Linked DNA regions of Hordeum vulgare: region 2 is linked to region 1. Evidence: chromatin contacts called from public Hi-C data. All regions are on one chromosome and are shown on one strand. The core of a region is the stretch at or near the end of the contact, and the rest is flanking DNA. Distances in the headings are between cores, read along the strand shown.

Region 1 (2,700 bases), core at 81-2,580:
ATAATGATGATGATGAATCAGGGCGAGCAAAGTATAACAAAACTATGTTCCACTAACTATAATTACAGTACAACTGTGAGTGATGACTAATGAGACTGGACCAGATTACTATACTAGATCCTGATGCAACTTGAGTAATGGATCACTAGTTCGTTGAATATGGTGTCACGGCCTGATTGAGATGAGAAAACCATGCAATCTTCCTAACTGTGTTCTGCTATATTTTTATAGCCTGTGTCATTTCTAAATTCCATTTGTCACCATAAGTTCTAAATTACAACCCGATGGAATGCCTGCAATCATAACTAAAACCACAGTGCCATTGACTTGCATAGTGTTCACTGAATGCAGAACATTTAATTTGTCTGTGATAAAATATTGTGCAAGCTCCAATTGTTCATGACTTTGTGGAGAATATGGTATGGAGATGATTGTCAGTTGCAACGATGGCCTAAACTAACAGGTATCACTACCAACACAGCAAAATGAAGTCTTACGGTTAGGCAACACCATAGAAAACATATAAGCGATATCAGTATTTATCTGCCAAATAGCTTTGGTAAAATACACTGATGTTTATCTATTCTTCGCAATTTTTAGCAATGACAGCATCGTTCGAGGCTAATCTTTAGCGCATATATAAATCTCAACTAACGGAAAAAACGAAGGTCAATGCTGCCCTCGGACAATATATAACCATGCCAATTCAACCAAATCAGAATGTTTTGTAGCACCAATGGACAATGGTCACACATTGCAGTGAGAGAGGAAGGCCTACCTGGTGCCGTTTCTCCTTGCGCCGCTCGTTGCGCTTGGCCGCCTTCGTCTTGGGCTTGGCATCGAGCGCAGGGTCGTACCCGGGCGGCACGTCGGGCCCTGTCTTCTTCATCTGCACCGAGCACGAAACAAGCTTAAGCCCCACAATAAGAACGACGAGTCCAGCAAAGGAACAGGTTTGACGCCGTGGTGTGGGAATAGTGCACGGGGGATGGCGCGAGGACTCACGAGGGCGCCCTTGGACTGATAGATGGCGACCTCGTCCTGCGGGACGTAGCCGGCGCGGATGCGGATCTCCTTGCGGAGGGTCCCGTCCGGGCGGCGCGTCGGCGCGATGACGCGCTCGCCCTCCTTGGGGATGGAGAGGAGGCGCCTCTGCTCACCGTCGGTGGCGGCGTCCATAGCCGCGGAGGAGTACGGGGTCTGGAGGGGAGAGGGGGCGGAAGGCGGCGGCGGCGGCGGCGGGGACGGGATGGGTTTAGGGGTAGTTCAGGCGTCAGAGTTCATACCGGAGACCCGAGAGGTTGGGTCGGGTGAGATTGCGGCGTTGGAGTCGAATTGTGTTTGGTTTTTCTTTGCCTCGTAATAACGCCCACACCTCTGATAAAAGCAACAATAATCCACACGATTAACGATATACTCCCTTCATTTCTAAATATAAGTCTTTTAAATTTTTTACTAAGAAACTACATATAGAACAAAATGAGTGAATCTGCATTCTAAAGTATGTCTATATACATCTGTATGTAGTTTTCTAATGAAATCTCTAAAAACTTATATTTAAGAACGGAGGGAGTAGTCATTAGATGATTGTGACTTGTGAGTGGGGGTGTGTACGACTATTTGGGAATTTCTAGCAGGAGAGGTTGCACCTAATTCTTTTAACGGTCATCGTTATGATTTCGAAAGTTAACTCATGAGAGTTACTTTCTCAGTTCCGAGCCATTAGTATATGTAATGTCCTTTACAAGATTGAAGTGAAGGTTTTTGCAAATCGTCCAAAAGTTATACTGTCAATGCTTATATTTGAGAAGCAAAGAGCGTTTGCTCCTGATAGACTAATCACGGACAATGTGCTCGTGGCGTATGAGTGTGTTCATGCCATTAGAACAAGGAAGAGGTAGAATCCCCTTTGTGCGATAAAACTGGACATGATGAAGACATATGACAGAGTAGAGTGAGTCTTTTTAGAACAAATGTTAAAGAGGTTTGGCTTTGTAGATATATGGATTGCAATGATTACGAGTGACGGCAATGAAGTTCTCAATCAAGATGAATGGGGGCATGTCGAGAAGTTTTCTCCCATCTAGGGGACTCACGCAGGGAGACCCCCTATCCCCGTACTTGTTCTTGTTTTGTGTGGAAGGCTTTTCTGTACTTTTGCGGTATGCACAAAGGAAGAATACCATCAAAGGGGTCTCGTTTGGGAGCACTGACCCCCAAGTCACGCATTTGCTTTGTGCGGATGATAGTATTGTCTTTCTTGAAGGCTCACAAGGTGCTATGGAGACTTTGAGGAACATCTTGGCAGATTATGAAATGGCATCGGGTCAGAGGGTAAACCTCCAAAAATCTTGTATTTTCCTTGGCAGGGGGTGAAAAGAGGAGGACAAGGTTGGGCTTAAGCAAGCGATTGGGGTTACATCGCAGGCCTTGAGTGAGAAGTACCTAGGTTTACCAACACTGGTTGGTAGATCGAAAGATGGTACATTTAAGTATGTTAGGGAAAGCTCAACAGGGAAGGTCTCGGGATGGAACGGACAAGGTTTATCCAAGGTGGCCAGAGAGGTTCTCATTAAATTTGTGTTACAGTTTACTCCAACCTACACCATGAGTTGTTTTCAACTCACAAAGAAGATGTGTCGGAACCTGACTTCGATCTCCTCGAAATTCTGGTGAGGTGAAGCAATGGTGAACGGAAAG
Region 2 (2,851 bases), core at 73-2,572, 200 kb after region 1:
GCAACATCCTAATGAGAACCTATTAAACAAGATGGATTATGTTTAATCGACGCTGAAGCCGCCAGTTAGTGCTGCCCTATTTTCCAGAAAAATTCTAAACCTGGAATCTGAAACAATCACAAATTTGAATTCCTTTTGGAAATAAAATCACCGTCTGACCTTCACTTCAGCCTTCTTGACGGTTTTAATCATGAACCGATCGTCCTGGGTGATGAAGAAGCAGCTCCCGCTCTTCCCCGGGGACGCCAGCTCCCGGAGCGTGTCGTTGCCGCAGATTGCAAGCATGTAGTCCGCAGGGTCCACCCCGAACAATTTCCTCAGGTGCCTGAAGGCATCAATCAACAGTAGTCAATACATGTACACCACTCATCACTCACGATCCAGCACGGCAGTTTCAAGCCGAGTCCAAGAAATGGCACCTGAAGACGGCAGGGCAGTAGTCCTTCCACCGGAAATCGACTGAGTGATGCGGCGGCGTGAGCTTGGATCCTTCCGGCGGGAACCGCGTCCATACCTTCTCCCGCGGGTCGAAGTCCGATGCCAGGAGCTTCTTGAACGGCAGCGCCGACGACTTCCCCACCGAATAACTGTACAGTACGTACATCATAAATAAATGCAAGCAAGCCAACAATCAATCAATGTGACAAGGTGTTTCGATGAATGGCTAGAGGAAAAATGCGAGAGGGGGGCGGGCATTGATTGGCATTGCCTTATGCCGAGCTGTAGGTTGAGCATGAGGCCGTAGCTCCGGTGGCCCTTGCGGATGGACTTCCCGGGCTTCTTGGTTTCCTCCTCCTCCTCCTCCAGCACCCTGTGCGGCCTCGGCGGCGGCGGCGTCATCGTCCGGAAGAAGGGGGCCGGCGGCAGCGTCGTCGTCCTGGCGCTGCAGCTGCGGCGGAAGGGCGCGGCGACGATGTCGCAGGTGATGTCGCCGGCCTCGCCGTCGCACTCCCAGATGCATATCCGCGGCGCCGGGGACTTGCCGTCCACGGAGAGGCGCTTGCGCAGCGGCACGTAGAAGGGCAGCGGCTCGCCGCCGGCGTCGCCGTGCCAGCGCGGGAGCTGGCCGTGGCGGCAGCGGTCGCCCTGCTGCGCGGCGGCGACTTGCGGCGGCATGATCGGCTGGCTCTTCGGTTCCGAGGTGTGGTCGGTGGTGGGCGGATCGAGCTCTGATATACTATAGTGGTGGCGGTACGAGGTATCTCATTTGAGGGAAGGGGTCGAGGAGATGAGACGAGACGAGCGGGGGCTGGCGTGGTAGGCGGAGGGAGGAGAGGGGCGAGGGAAGGAAGGGGGAGGCCGTGGTTTTGCTTTAGCTTTTTCTTGGTGCTTTTGTAGGCGTCGGCTTTGGCACAGGGAGCGATGTCACGCAGGCGGACCAGGAGAGTGTGGGTAGCGGCACGATGGATGACTAGCAGTCGCCGGAGCCAGGAACTTAGGTGTGTTTGGTTTGCGTCACCAGGTGGAATGTAACGGGTCGGTCCCGTTTCTAGAGGTCGTTCTTCTGTTTAGTTGGGTTCAGGAATCGGGATCCACTCATTCCCTGGAATGGCATATTCCTCCCAGATCCGGAACGCGCTGATACCTTCGAATCGGTGGAACGACGCGGAACGCCTCGTGCTCTCACATTTCCCCCGACGCTGCCCCCTTTCTCAACCTCGCTGGCCACCTCCCTCCCTAAGCCGCACCGCGGGCCACCTTCTGCCGCGCCGCCGTTGGGAGCACGCACCGTCGCCGGGAGCACGTGTCGCCGCCCCTGCATCTGCTGCGCCGCCGCCCCCTGCATTTGCCGCGCCGCCGCCCCCTGCATCTACCGCGCCGCCGTCGCCGGGAGCACGCGCCGCCGCCGTCTGGAGCACGCACCGCCGCCGGGAACAAATCCATTCCATCCCTCCAACCAAACATCAAAATGTAACCATTCCGTTCCTTTAAATCTCCTCTACCAAACACAAGGACGGAACCAACCCGTTCCAATGGAATGGAACCATGACATTCCGTTCCACTTCGTCCCCGAACCAAACACACCCTAAAAAGCGCTCCCGCTCGGTGGCGCGTAGGCGGAGGCGCGTGCCACGTGAAGACGGGAGTCCGCATGGCGCCTCGCATATACTTCCTCGGTTTCTTTTTAGTCCGTATATAAGATTTGGTCAAAGTCAAACTTCATAAACTTGACTAAATTTATAGAACAAAATATCAACATTTATAATATGAAATCAAGATTACTCAAAAATAATAATAATATGAAATCAATATTAGTAGATGCATAATGATATTAATTTTCATAGCATATAGATTTAGTATTATAGATGTTGATATCTTTTGATATATATTTGGTCAAACATTGTATCACTTGACTTTGACCAAATCTTATATGCAGACTAAAAAAAACGGAAGAAGTATATTTTCCTTGGCCAAGCTAAAAGAGCTAATAGCACCGTAGATTCTATAATTCGTCCTAGATGTGATGGTTTAGGGTCAGTTCTTCTGAGCTATGTTGTCAAAGTAAGCTTATGTGAAAATAAGTTATAAATAAACTTTTGTGGAAATAAGCTTCACATAATAAGCTAGTCATTTTTTTAATGTTTGTTTTTCCAGCTTATCTGTGGTATGTGTTAAACATCTGGAATATCTGTCAGGTTAAGATAGGTTAAGATATATAGAGATGGACCAATGGTTGTTTAAACTCTGATCTTAACGGACTTAGTTTATCCCCTCCTTCCTTTCTTCTCCTCGAAGATGTATCTCAATCTTGTACGCGTATTCTTCAGTTTCGCCCGTGCATATATAACACGCAGCCGTCTCCCACGATGCGTAAGACGTTTCCGCCATCGCACATGTTAACAGAGCCATA

What was found. A called contact is a pair of places that touch in the nucleus more often than the background predicts.
Region 2: a Hi-C map of seedling shows a contact between it and region 1, with 3 times the contacts expected there. The contact joins the promoter of LOC123449097 here to the promoter of LOC123449096 in region 1. A contact is called at or near these places in 1 of 6 Hi-C or Micro-C datasets (seedling) and 1 of 1 datasets of contacts at active chromatin or transcription factors (embryo).

Annotation. Positions count from the first base shown.
Region 1 is chr4H:489,755,466-489,758,165 of MorexV3_pseudomolecules_assembly, forward strand. It overlaps LOC123449096 (partner of Y14 and mago), which reads right to left and starts at 1,331. Exons shown (of 4, transcript XM_045126183.1): 1 at 1,006-1,331; 2 at 779-889. The coding sequence starts at 1,179.
Region 2 is chr4H:489,952,088-489,954,938 of MorexV3_pseudomolecules_assembly, forward strand. LOC123449097 (phosphatidylinositol 4-phosphate 5-kinase 2-like) reads right to left here and starts at 1,323. Exons shown (of 8, transcript XM_045126184.1): 1 at 710-1,323; 2 at 420-587; 3 at 160-325; 4 at 1-19. The coding sequence starts at 1,116.